Linked DNA regions of Mus musculus: all the other regions are linked to region 1. A link is a contact called in public HiChIP or PLAC-seq and promoter capture Hi-C data. All regions are on one chromosome and are shown on one strand. Each heading gives the region's core, a stretch centred on a gene start, on an enhancer-like site or on the middle of the called end of the contact. The rest is flanking DNA. Distances are from core to core; before and after follow the strand shown.

Region 1 (2,694 bases), core at 131-2,630:
CTAGCCAGGACGCAAACCCCACTCCCTCCAGAATCCCACCTACTCCATGCTTTTTTCAGTGTGGTGCTGGAACCCAGGAATCCTTACTACTGAACTGGACCCTTAGTTCCAAGGCTGTGGTTTTTAGATTGTCCCAGGATGTGCTCTGAAAGTGTCAATGCCCGCCCGCCTAGGCAGCTCGGGCACCAGTGGTCAGTCAGGGCTACTGCTGGGAGGGGGTGGCTCAGCCTGTAATCCCAACACTTGGGAGGCTGAGGCATCAAAGATTATAAGGAGTCCAAGCAAACCTGAACTACAAACCAGCCAGGGCTACACAGCAATCTTTAAAATAATTAACTAATTATAATTAGCATTTAAGAGGAAACTAGTTCTAATCAACCATTTCTTGCCACCTAGGAGGGCATCCAACATCCCAACCCTCAGCACACCTTGTGTGCCCACACCTACATATTGGGCATGCTGAGACATCTCACTGAGATCCTGGAGCCAAACACCTCAGCCTGCACCACATACCCTCCTGACAGTCCTTACCTGAATGCCTCCCGGAGTGTCCTGGATCTGTAGGGATAGCTGGTCCCCCTCCACATAGACGAGTCTCGAATACAGTTTGCCTGTACAACGAAGAGGAATTTGCATCTAAGTTCCCACGGCCCCATGAGCAAAATAAAGAGAGAGGGGTGGGGAGGGCAAAGAGATACAAGTACAAGAGCCAGGAAGCACGGAAACATTCTTGCCTGTGTTGGGTTCGTAGTCGCCGATGAATCTCTTGGTCAAGAAGCGCACAATCATTGCTGAAAAAATAAAGTAGGAAAATCAGCTGAAGAAGTGGGTCAAGCTGTTCCAAACTGGGCCCTCAAAGGAACAGCACGCGTCCCCCCAGGTTCCCGGGACAAAGCCCCGCCACCGCGGAGTGCCTTTCCCCGCGGAATGTGATGGACCGGACTAGAGCGACACTCAACAGGCACCAACCCCGTCCAGAGCTCAGAAATGGACCTCTGAAGCAACAGGCAGGGGTCTTCCTGCATCCCGGCATCCCGGCATCCCGGCATCCCTGCGGGTGAAGACCCTCCGCTGTCCCTGGGCGGCTTTGCGCGCCTTTGTCCCACTTACCGCTCTTGCCCACACAACCCGCTCCCAGCACGGCCAGCTTGATGTCCTTGGGCAGGAGGTAGTCAGAGGAGGACTCCGGGATGGGGGCCAGCAGAAAGTGCCCAGACATGGTGAGCGGCCGCATGGGCGCGTCCCGAGACCGCGTTGCACGAGAGCCGCCTGGATACGCGCGGACACAACAGCGCCGGGATGTGGCGCGGCCAGCGGTGCTGCCCAGGCTCTTGGATTTTAAAGAGCTCCGGGAGCGCGGTGGCTGCCTCTGGCGCCTCCTTTTCCCCGCCCCTTCCTGGAAGGGTGGGAGCAGCGCCCGAGCAGGGGACTGTCACCCGCGGGCGTGCGCTCCTCAAGGCTGCCTGACGCGCTCTGCCCGCCCAGCTGCGCGGGTTCCTCCCGGTGCAGCCCAGGGGAGGCCTTTGCTCAAATTGTATTTGCCGTGTCCTGGAGGCAGCCTCCAGTCTGGAGCACCAGCCTAGAGCATGAATCTGAGCCACCGAAAGAGCAAAAGTTTCAATTGGCTGGATGTTTCTAGGACAATGGGAAAGAGATCCCTTTTTGTGTCTTTGTCAAACAGTCCTAATGAGAACCCTGATTTTGATCTTCAGCATCCTGTACACTGAGTGTGGTGGCACACTGGCATGCTATCCTAGCGCTTAGCGGGTAGAGGCAGGAGGGTCAGAAGTTTAAGGTTATTCTTGGTCACATAGAGGGTTTGAGTTCAAGGCCAGTTTGGACTACGTAAAACCCGGTCTCAAATATAAACAACTAAAAAATTTAAAAGGGTCCTGAGGGGTGACATCACTGAGGAAATGGGTAGAGCCAGGGCAAGGTTCCTAATTAACTAATTGAGTATGAATCAAGGTAATTGCAGTCACTTCCCTGTGAACTCCCTTAGGGGGCAGTCATGCCCACAGCTCAGCATCCAAACACAGCCCCTTTCTGCTGTGAACAGATTTACTCAAATTCAATGAGCAACACACTTGGGGCCTGGACCTACCTTACTATTCAAAGATTTCCTGGTAGGTACATGGTGGAACTCAGGATAGGGCGTGGGGAGAAGGGCCCAGAAGATAAACATGGCCTTGTTCTTGGATGCCACCATGACAAGGCTGTGTTTTAGTCTCATCTGCCCAATTGTCTAGACAGTCCTACCCTCATTCTTTCCCTTTTTCCTTCTTAGTTTTATCAGGTAGCTTGAACGGCATGACAAATCACACAGAACTCAATGGCTCGCTCCAACAGACTTTTCTTTCAAAAGATTTATTTACTTTCATGGGTATTCTATCTGCATGTACACCTGCATGCCAGAAGTGGGCATCAGATCCCATTATAAATGGTTGTGAGCCATTATGTGGTTGCTGGGAATTGAACTCAGGACCTCTGGAAGAGCAGCCAGTGCTTTTAACAGCTGAGCCATCTCTTCAGCCCCCCTCCCTCCCCTTTTTCCCCAGACACTGCCCCCGATGCCACATACTCCTGTTCTTCCTAATCTATGCCAGGCTCTGACAAGCTTGATTGAGCTCTCTGAGGCCATAACTGAGAAGTTATGAGCCCTAGGGAAATAGGCTGAGTTGCTCCATCACCAAC
Region 2 (2,694 bases), core at 58-2,557, 1.8 Mb after region 1:
AATTTCCAATGGGTCCTCTCAGCTGTGAACAGCATATGAATTGAAGAAGCCTTCCCCCAACCCCCACCCCTGAGACAGCCAGTGACTTGATCTAATGGGGTAAACACCCGGGACTGATAACTTATAGAGACCTGAAATCCTAAGGCCTACTAGGAAACCAAAAGATTAAGGGAACTGATAAAATAGGATGCCAACCTAGGTCATTTCAGAAACTGGGCAAGGAGAAGATAGGAGAGAAACACACCATGACAACAGATGGCTTTATACTCAGAGATTCTAAGCTGCAATTTATTAAGTGCCTCCCATGTTCCCAACAGTGTTCAGTATCTGAACGGGGCCAGGAACATGAATAAATCCTTGTCCTCATGTCCTTCTCCGGAGGAAAGAGAGCAGAAAGTAAAGGAAGGCAGATATGCCTTGAAAGTCTCAGAAGCACCAGTAATGGCTATCATTTATTATCAGATCATTTGAACAGCTTCTCTGGGTTAGGAATTGCTGTAAGCAACTCAAGCACACGAACTCCACGCGAAACCCATAAAACCAAGTAGACTAAGAATCTTCTTACTGCAGCTGGGGAAACTGAGGCACCAAGAAACAACCTTCCCAGAGACACCTGACAAAGTGGCAGAGTCAAACGGGAACTCGGAGGGTTCTACATAAAGGACCCTATGAATACGGGTGCAGAGGAGAGTACAAGTCTGACTTGCGGGGGCGGGGGCTAGAGCTAGGGAATCTTAAGGTTACTGGAAAGATGGGCTTTCTCTTGCTGGGAAGGGTTCCCCAATAACTGACGGTTCGGAGGCTGCTCTAGGCAACATCCTAGATGTTGACGAGATGAACAGATACTCGTGACAAGCCACCGGGGGATGGGGGGGGAGATCCGCCCGTCTAAACTAATTTTACAGATTGTGGTAAATGCTCACAGTAGGGGTGCAAATGGTACTATGGGGGTGTCGGAAGCCGAGTTGTTCCTTCTCTCATCCGAGATGGAGGGCAGCTGGAAAGTGCTCAGAAACGCTCGGTCTGTGTGTGAGGGGGGCACCAGGGACTCAGAGGTAACCACGAAGGGCTGAGATCCCGGGCCCCTCAGCTCCAGACCCCGCGCCTAACAGCCCTGGGCCCGCCGCCCCCGCGTGCCATAGAACATACAAAAAAAAAAATGGAGGCGACCCGGGCCAGACTCTCCGCCCTGTGGCTCCTTACCTGAGGTTGGGGAGGTCTGGAGGTCCGGAGCGGACGATTCGCGGACTCTGGTCAGTCGACGCGAACTGGCTCCGGCGGGCGCGGACGGAGGAGGGAGGCCTAGAGGGAGAGGCTGACAGATCCCGGAAGTGACCGGAGCGCCTGCGCAGAGCGGCCGCTCTCAGCTGGCGCTTGGCGCAGGCGCAGGCGCAGAACGTAGCCTTTGTTGGCGTGTTCTGTCTGAAGAGCGGCTGCTGCTCAGGTGAGGCAGCCGCTCGTCAGCGCTAGGGCGTGCTTGTGGAACTGGATGGGCGTCCTACTCCTTTCTTTAAGGAGGTTTTAACACACACACATTTCTGAACCATGGCCCAAGTGTGCAGCGTTGGGAGCTTCTCAAGTGCTTTTTGTTACAAATTACTGAGCTAGGATCTCTCAGGCTTTGTGGTTCTGAAGAACAATTCAAAATAAAATAAAATAAAATAAAAATATTTATGTGGCTGGGCGGTGGAGGCGCACGCCTTTAATCCCAGCACTTGGGAGACAGAGGCAGGTGGATTTCTGAGTTTGAGGCCAGCCTGGACTACAGAGTGAGTTCCAGGACAGTCAGGGCTACACAGAGAAACCCTGTCTCCAAAAAAAAAAAAAAAAAAAAGAATTATATGGATGTCTGTGTCGGTATACGCATGTGAATTCAGGTGCCCCTGGAGGCCAAGAGAGCAACAGATCCTCTTGGAGCTGGAATTGTAAGTTACACCATGTGGGTGCTGGGAACTGAACTCAGGTCCTCAGCGAGAACAATACAATCTTTTAAGCTGAGCCATCTTGCCAGCCCTTGAAACTATGTTTGTGTTCCTTCATAGAGGGTGGGTCAGAACTGGTGACTATTTTCTGCCTGGCGGACTGTCCCTGTCCTGGACCCTCAGTAGAAAGTCTCAAGTCTACCTAAGAGTCCCCTTGACTGTTCCTAGATCAGGACCACTTGTTCCTGCACCCACAATGACACCACAAGAAGGCGCAATGGTGACATGGAAAGAGTGTATTCTATGTAGATGCAATTTATAAGAACTGCCCTGAATGCTACATCCAGTCAGACTGTTGCCCCTGCTCTGGTAGAAATTATGAAGCAACCAGTTAAGTACCCAGGTTCCACTAGAGGTAGGCACCCCAGTCCTTGTCTTGTGGTGGTCTATATATTTGACCCAGTGGACAGTAAACACTGCCCTAACAGAAATAAGGGAATAGTCTATTTCGAGTCAAATATCCATGAGCATTGCTTAGCAGTGCTCGGATTCCTTACCCTAAGTGTTTGCCCCACCTTGAAAACAGTTGCGTTATGGTCTTTAGAATTATTATCGGTCTGTGTGTGTGTGTGTGTGTGTGTGTGTGTGTGTGTGTGTGTGAGTGTGTGTGTGTGTGAGTGTGAGTGTGTGTGTGAGTGTGTGTGTGAGTGTGAGTGTGTGTGTGTGCTGTGTGAGTGGGTAGCACTCATATGGTGGTCAGAGGTCAGCTCTG
Region 3 (2,694 bases), core at 76-2,575, 1.1 Mb before region 1:
TGTTTTCCACTCTCATCTTTGTACCTGAAAAATTACGGTACGTGTGAGCAGAGATCTTTAATAACTGTCAACACACGATTAGCTATGTCCACGTGACAGCAAAATACAACTACCTAACAACTTAAAAGCCAAAACGGCTATGTGACAGGGATCTATTTCTTTAAGTCACTTCCCACCTATTTATTGTCAGAGACGTCCCACTGGTTTTCATAACAGACTTAAAAAAAAAAAAAAAGCCTGTTTTGTGTCTTAACGCTTGAGAGTCTACGGTATGAATTTTTCTTTTGAAAGGACCTCCTGTCGCCTTTAAATGATACCAAAACCATCTCATGCTTATCCTGAAGGAAAGTTTTGAGCTAAGACAGAAATTATGGCTCTGACTTCCTGCGCTCTTACGTTCTCTGGTAACCGCTCCTAACTTTACCAACCAGCAAATATTCCTGTGAAGCACTTACATAACAAAAGAGTGCAGGCGCCTCTGGCACGCCGCCAAGCGTACTTCTCTGGGTGTTTGTATTTAAAATAGAACGGTAGTAACATCACTTGCAAGCCTTTCCCTGCACAGACTCAGAATGAAGGGGGTTGAAAAATGGATGGAGCAAGCCTTACCATTCTAGGGCTCCAAGGAAATAACACATCGGTGCTAAATTAAGACGAAGACACGGACCGAATTATCCCGAGCTGGGGGTGGAGAGGGGTGGGAGCTCGCTTAGGCTAACCCGCTGTCGCCTCTGAAACACCGTGCTCAACCTGACATCCCCGGAAGGTGCGAGTGGGTTGCAGCCTCTCTCCGGCGGAGCAGAAGATGTGGGCAGCGGGGAGCGGGCTCTCTGATGCCAGAGAAGCCAGCAAAAGGCACCGCCTCCGCCCCGCTCTGCACCTGTCTCCAGCCGGATCGGGACGCGCGGACAGCAGTCGCTCACCTGGGTCTGGAGGAGCCAAGAAGGATGTGCAGAGAGACCAGAGCAGCCTCCGGGAGCATCCCGGGCCGGGCTACCTCCGCACGCAGCTCCTTCGCAGCTGGAGTTTGCAACGCGCCCACGCGTCCAGACTCCTGACCCACCCGGGTCTTCTGCAACTTGACAGAGCGCGGGCTGAGGTGGCGCAGGTGGCGAGCTTAGGGCACCGGGGTACCTGGGGCCGTGGCCGCAGCCAGCCCTCCGCCCGCGCACTTCACCACTGGGCACCGCCCAAGCCGCCGGGCTCTGATCACAGGGATGGCCCGGGCTGAGGACGCCTCGCCGGACAAAGACGCCGCTCCCGCCCACCCTCCAGTGAGGTGCCGTCCGCGGTGACAGAAGCCGGGCTGCAGCGGCCCGAGGCGCGCACCCCCTCCCGGCCGCCCGGAGATGCTCGCGAGCCCCGGCGCCTCCTCTCGTCCGGAGCCCCGTGGGGGGAGCCGAGCGCCCTCTGCTGGCCCGACACGACCCGGCAGCTCACGGGACCACAGTGGTCCGGAGCATCCAGCCTCAGACCCCAGAGAAAGGAGAAGCAGCCTGAGGTCGCTGACCTAGACTCCTGACTCCCACGAGTGGGATGTGCTGTGGTCCAATCGGAAGAGAGAGCCTCTTTTAATTGCGTGCAGCAGGAAGAATTGGGGTCCAGCGGGTGAACTCGCAAGGGATGTAGCGGGGCTGATGGACAGGAGACTAAAGAAGTCTCTGTAAGGGTTTTGTGTGTGATTGTGTGCGGGTTTGGCGGGGGTGGGGGTGGGGGAGTTGGGGTGTTTGAGGCAGGATCTCACTTGAGACTCACAGATATCCTCTTGCCTCTGCCTCCAAATCTAGGGGTAATGCATAGCCGGCTACCCACTTGAAAGACTCTTGTCTCAACGCAAGCTTGTCTGCTTCGTAGTTCACAACGTTCCTCAGAAGTAAACATGAACGCAGGACTTCTCAGTAGCCCTTCCAGGTCGCCTGAAAGCAGCGCACCTGGGAAGCCTGAAGACAGCCGGGGGGCTTCTCCAGCCTCTGGCTCACAAGATTTGGGACAGACTGACAGAGAAGACAATGAGATGCTGGCTTACTGATGTGCTTGCTCGCTTTCTCTTGGGGGTCGGGAGTGTGGGGAAAATGGGCTCCCTCCCCCACCCCAGCATTGCTGTGCCGAGCAACATTTTATACCAGCTGAATTTTTGTACTAACTGGTCTATATTGTGAAGGGAAATCATGAAAGAGCACTTTTCACACGGCTGTCTTTTTACATTATTCTATGTGGCCTCCCATTTCTTCTGGAGGAATCTAGGGCACGTTTTATCGCTTTTCCTGTCACCTTCGGGTGTTAACAAGCGGTCTGACTGGCTGTTATTACAAAGTCCAGTCCAATCTAAATCAAACTTTAAGCTCATTTCATTTAAGCCTTCGCCCCTCCCTTCCCCTAACTCACAAACCCCAGCCTGACTTAAACCTAGAAAGATAGTAAAGCCTCCTTTGTGCCATTCACTTTCCTATTTGGGTGCTCTGTGAAGCCCATGCCTCCCAGGTGCAAGGAATGAGGTCCTGGCGCTACAGCTCCTTCCTCGGGCCACTCCCACTCCTCCAGGGACTCATCCCACCCCCACCCCCATCCCACAGGCAGACCTGACCATCTTCCACCACATCGGCTGACAGTGTTCATTAAACTCTCTACAGAAGCTCTGGTTAGCTTCTTCCTTGAGCCTCACACTCCAGATGACAGGCACCAGCTTCTTCAACA
Region 4 (2,694 bases), core at 123-2,622, 1.0 Mb before region 1:
AAAACAGCTCCTTTGGAACTGTCACTGTCACCCGACATCTGACAGCACAAACTGCTTAGATACAGGTGACCTGGTCTCTGTTACTAGTCTAGACCAAACAATTCTGAGAAAGCAGCTAGTTGATAGACTTACTTCACCTGTGTATTTGACCTGGCAGCTCGCATGGGGGGGAATGTCAGCAGCCCCAACTGGGTCTTGCTTGAGCCTCACCAGTCTCCCCAATTCTGCACAAGGTTTCCCCAAAACACACCACCTCACCAACAAAATCGCTAACAATCTCCTTCTAGACCTCATTAACATCTGAGAAATAGAGTTCGGGGCTCCAACTCTATAATTCAAGGGCCTGGTACTGTTGGTGTCCCCACTCTTCACACAGGAAACCACGGGGATCAGGAAGACAACAGGTAATCTATCCTGGACAGTCACCTACTCCGTGACTGCCAGTCAAGCACAGACTTCCAGGACTGGCCCTGTCTATGATTATAGCTGTCCCAATGCTGACTGACACCACTACAGTACAGTGTTCTCCTGGGGACAGATGTACTGAAAAGCACCAAAGGAGAAGTTTCGCTACACACAAAGGGGAAATTCTGAACTCTAGTATTGCTGTTACTATCGTCCCGGTGTCCTTTTGTAAAATATGAGGACTCCTTAAGGTTCTAGTTCAGTGTCAGATACAAGTTAAGTCTATGAAGACCTAAAAACCATTCATATTTCAGCGTTTCTCACATTCCTTTACACTGGTTAGCGGTCTCTGCCAATCCAAGCTTTCTGGACGTGGGCAGATGGCGTGCGGAGGAGTGCCATAGTGACTCAGGACTATGCTCAAAGAGAAACAGAAAGTGGGGCAGGAGGAGAGGCCAGAAGGGGAGGAGAGGCCAGAGGGGGATGCGAGGGAGTTCAAGCACTAACTATACGAACAAAACGGGAGCGACACATGGCACACAGAGAGATGTTTGTAAACCGAGGCTGAGCTGTACGAATGCAACGGGCGGTCGTGCGCCTTGGCGGGTGTAGGGGTGCAGTCACCCTAAGGGAGAAGGCACGTGGCGTGTCCCAACACGCACACAAGGCTTGGCTTTCGGAGGTGCCCAGTGCATGGAGTGCATCCGCCTCCACTGCTGGGAAGGGGCGCTGTGGCCTGGGAGGCCCGGGGAACTGACCCGCGCCGTCCGATCGGAGCCAGGACCACCCGAGAGAGTGCAGCCCGGGTCCCGCCCACGTCAGACACCCGCCGGGACCGGGCAGTCGCGATCGTGCCCGCACCACGAGTACCCGCCGCGACGGCGGCCCTCCGCGCTCACTCACCATCTTTGAAACAGCTCTGTGAGATCTATAAACCTGCTCGAGTCCGCCGGCCAAACCGCTCACTTCCGTTTCCGGGGCCGAGACGCCCACCCCTCCGCCCCATCCGCCGGAAGTGCGTCCTTCCGGCCAGGAAGGAAAGGGGGCGTGGGAGGAGCAGGGAGTAGCGTTGGGCCGGGGCTCCCACGCTCGCTGTCCCCCGGTGAGCGAGGGCCAAGGGCGCAGCTCGGGTGTGCACTGGCCCTGGCCTCGCGGGACGGTGTTAGATGGGCGTGTGCAAATGCACAGACTTCCCACGGGCCATCCAAGGACGCACGGTGGTGATTTACATAAAGTCCTTCTGCTGAGTCAAAAGTGGGACAACAGGCCTTTACGGTTTTATAAATCGAAGGTCCGAGGCTGGGTATGTGTAGAACCTAAGGAAAGGACCAAGCTAGCTTAGGCACCGAGCCTCAGGCAGAGGCGGGCTCCAGGGTTGTGGGGTGTGGATATTTCCGAACTTGGGGGGCAATCACAACCTGAGTCCCAAGTCAGGTCTGGCCACCGGTTCGTTCATAATAAGCAACTTAAAAGCGGGAGGCAGAAGGCGGCGATATGGTCAGTGTGGCCAGACTGGAAGACAGCAAAGACTTGGGAGGTTCCCTGGGACTAAGTCCTTTTCGGTGACATGGGGGTGGTGGTGGTGACAATTTTAAGTCAGGGTCATCAGAGCTAACGTATGTCAGGCTCTTAGAATTACAAATAACGTGGTTCTACATGTTGTACATGAGTCATCTCCCTAAGTCTTTTCATTAAGCTTTTTTTTTTTTTTTTGTTATTCGAGACAGGGTTTCTCTGTGTAGCCCTGGCTGTCCTGGAACTCACTCTGTAGACTAGGCTGGCCTCGAACTCAGAAATCCGCCTGCCTCTGCCTCCCAAGTGCTGGGATTAAAGGCGTGCACCACCACGCCCGGCTTTTCATTAAGCTTTTTAAAATTAATTTTTAAAGGATTCCTCTAAAACGTTTTGTTTGACTGTCTGCGTGTGCATCAGGTGTGTGCCTGGTGCCCTCACACTCTTTTGCAACATTAGCGGTGTTTGCCAACACGAAAGAGTCTTAGGGTCTTATAGGACTGGAGTTATAGGTAGATGGTTGGGAACCACCCTCTGGGTGCTGGGAAAGGGACGCAACAGATGCTCTTAACCGCGGAGCCATCTCTCCAGCCCTGTTGCTCACATTATGAGAGTATGGCATAGCACGAAGGAGAAGAAGACAAAACAGGTCTTAGCTGTGCTGGCCGGAGGATGAGGCGGCTGGTCACTTGGGTTCTGCAGTCAGAAGCAGAGAGAAATGAATGTCGTCCTCTTGTTTTTGTCTTGTTACTCAGCCTAGGACCCCAGCCTATGGGA

What was found. Promoter capture Hi-C pulls out the DNA fragments that hold promoters and counts their contacts. HiChIP or PLAC-seq counts read pairs in DNA pulled down with a chosen protein or histone mark.
Region 2: a promoter capture Hi-C map of hippocampal neurons shows a contact between it and region 1, with 5 times the contacts expected there. The contact joins the promoter of Arpc1a here to the promoter of Rasl11a in region 1. A contact is called at or near these places in 2 of 39 promoter capture datasets (cranial neural crest and hippocampal neurons).
Region 3: a FOXA1 HiChIP or PLAC-seq map of pancreatic cancer cells shows a contact between it and region 1. The contact joins the promoter of Mtus2 here to the promoter of Rasl11a in region 1. A contact is called at or near these places in 2 of 39 promoter capture datasets (liver and maxillary cranial neural crest) and 2 of 115 datasets of contacts at active chromatin or transcription factors (astrocytes and pancreatic cancer cells).
Region 4: a promoter capture Hi-C map of liver shows a contact between it and region 1, with 4 times the contacts expected there. The contact joins the promoter of Pomp here to the promoter of Rasl11a in region 1. A contact is called at or near these places in 9 of 39 promoter capture datasets (the 3T3-L1 cell line, 3T3-L1-derived adipocytes, the HPC-7 cell line and 4 more), 1 of 484 Hi-C or Micro-C datasets (muscle stem cells), 2 of 115 datasets of contacts at active chromatin or transcription factors (the 230-238 cell line and astrocytes) and 2 of 9 other capture datasets (adipose tissue and liver).

Annotation. Positions count from the first base shown.
Region 1 is chr5:146,843,757-146,846,450 of GRCm38.p6, reverse strand. It overlaps Rasl11a (RAS-like, family 11, member A), which reads right to left and starts at 1,380. Exons shown (of 4, transcript NM_026864.1): 1 at 1,111-1,380; 2 at 735-791; 3 at 532-611. The coding sequence starts at 1,234.
Region 2 is chr5:145,082,482-145,085,175 of GRCm38.p6, reverse strand. Arpc1a (actin related protein 2/3 complex, subunit 1A) reads right to left here and starts at 1,307. Exons shown (of 10, transcript NM_019767.2): 1 at 1,204-1,307.
Region 3 is chr5:147,955,951-147,958,644 of GRCm38.p6, reverse strand. Mtus2 (microtubule associated tumor suppressor candidate 2) reads right to left here and starts at 1,325. Exons shown (of 15, transcript NM_001359503.1): 1 at 924-1,325.
Region 4 is chr5:147,859,306-147,861,999 of GRCm38.p6, reverse strand. It overlaps Pomp (proteasome maturation protein), which reads right to left and starts at 1,372. Exons shown (of 6, transcript NM_025624.3): 1 at 1,309-1,372. The coding sequence starts at 1,311.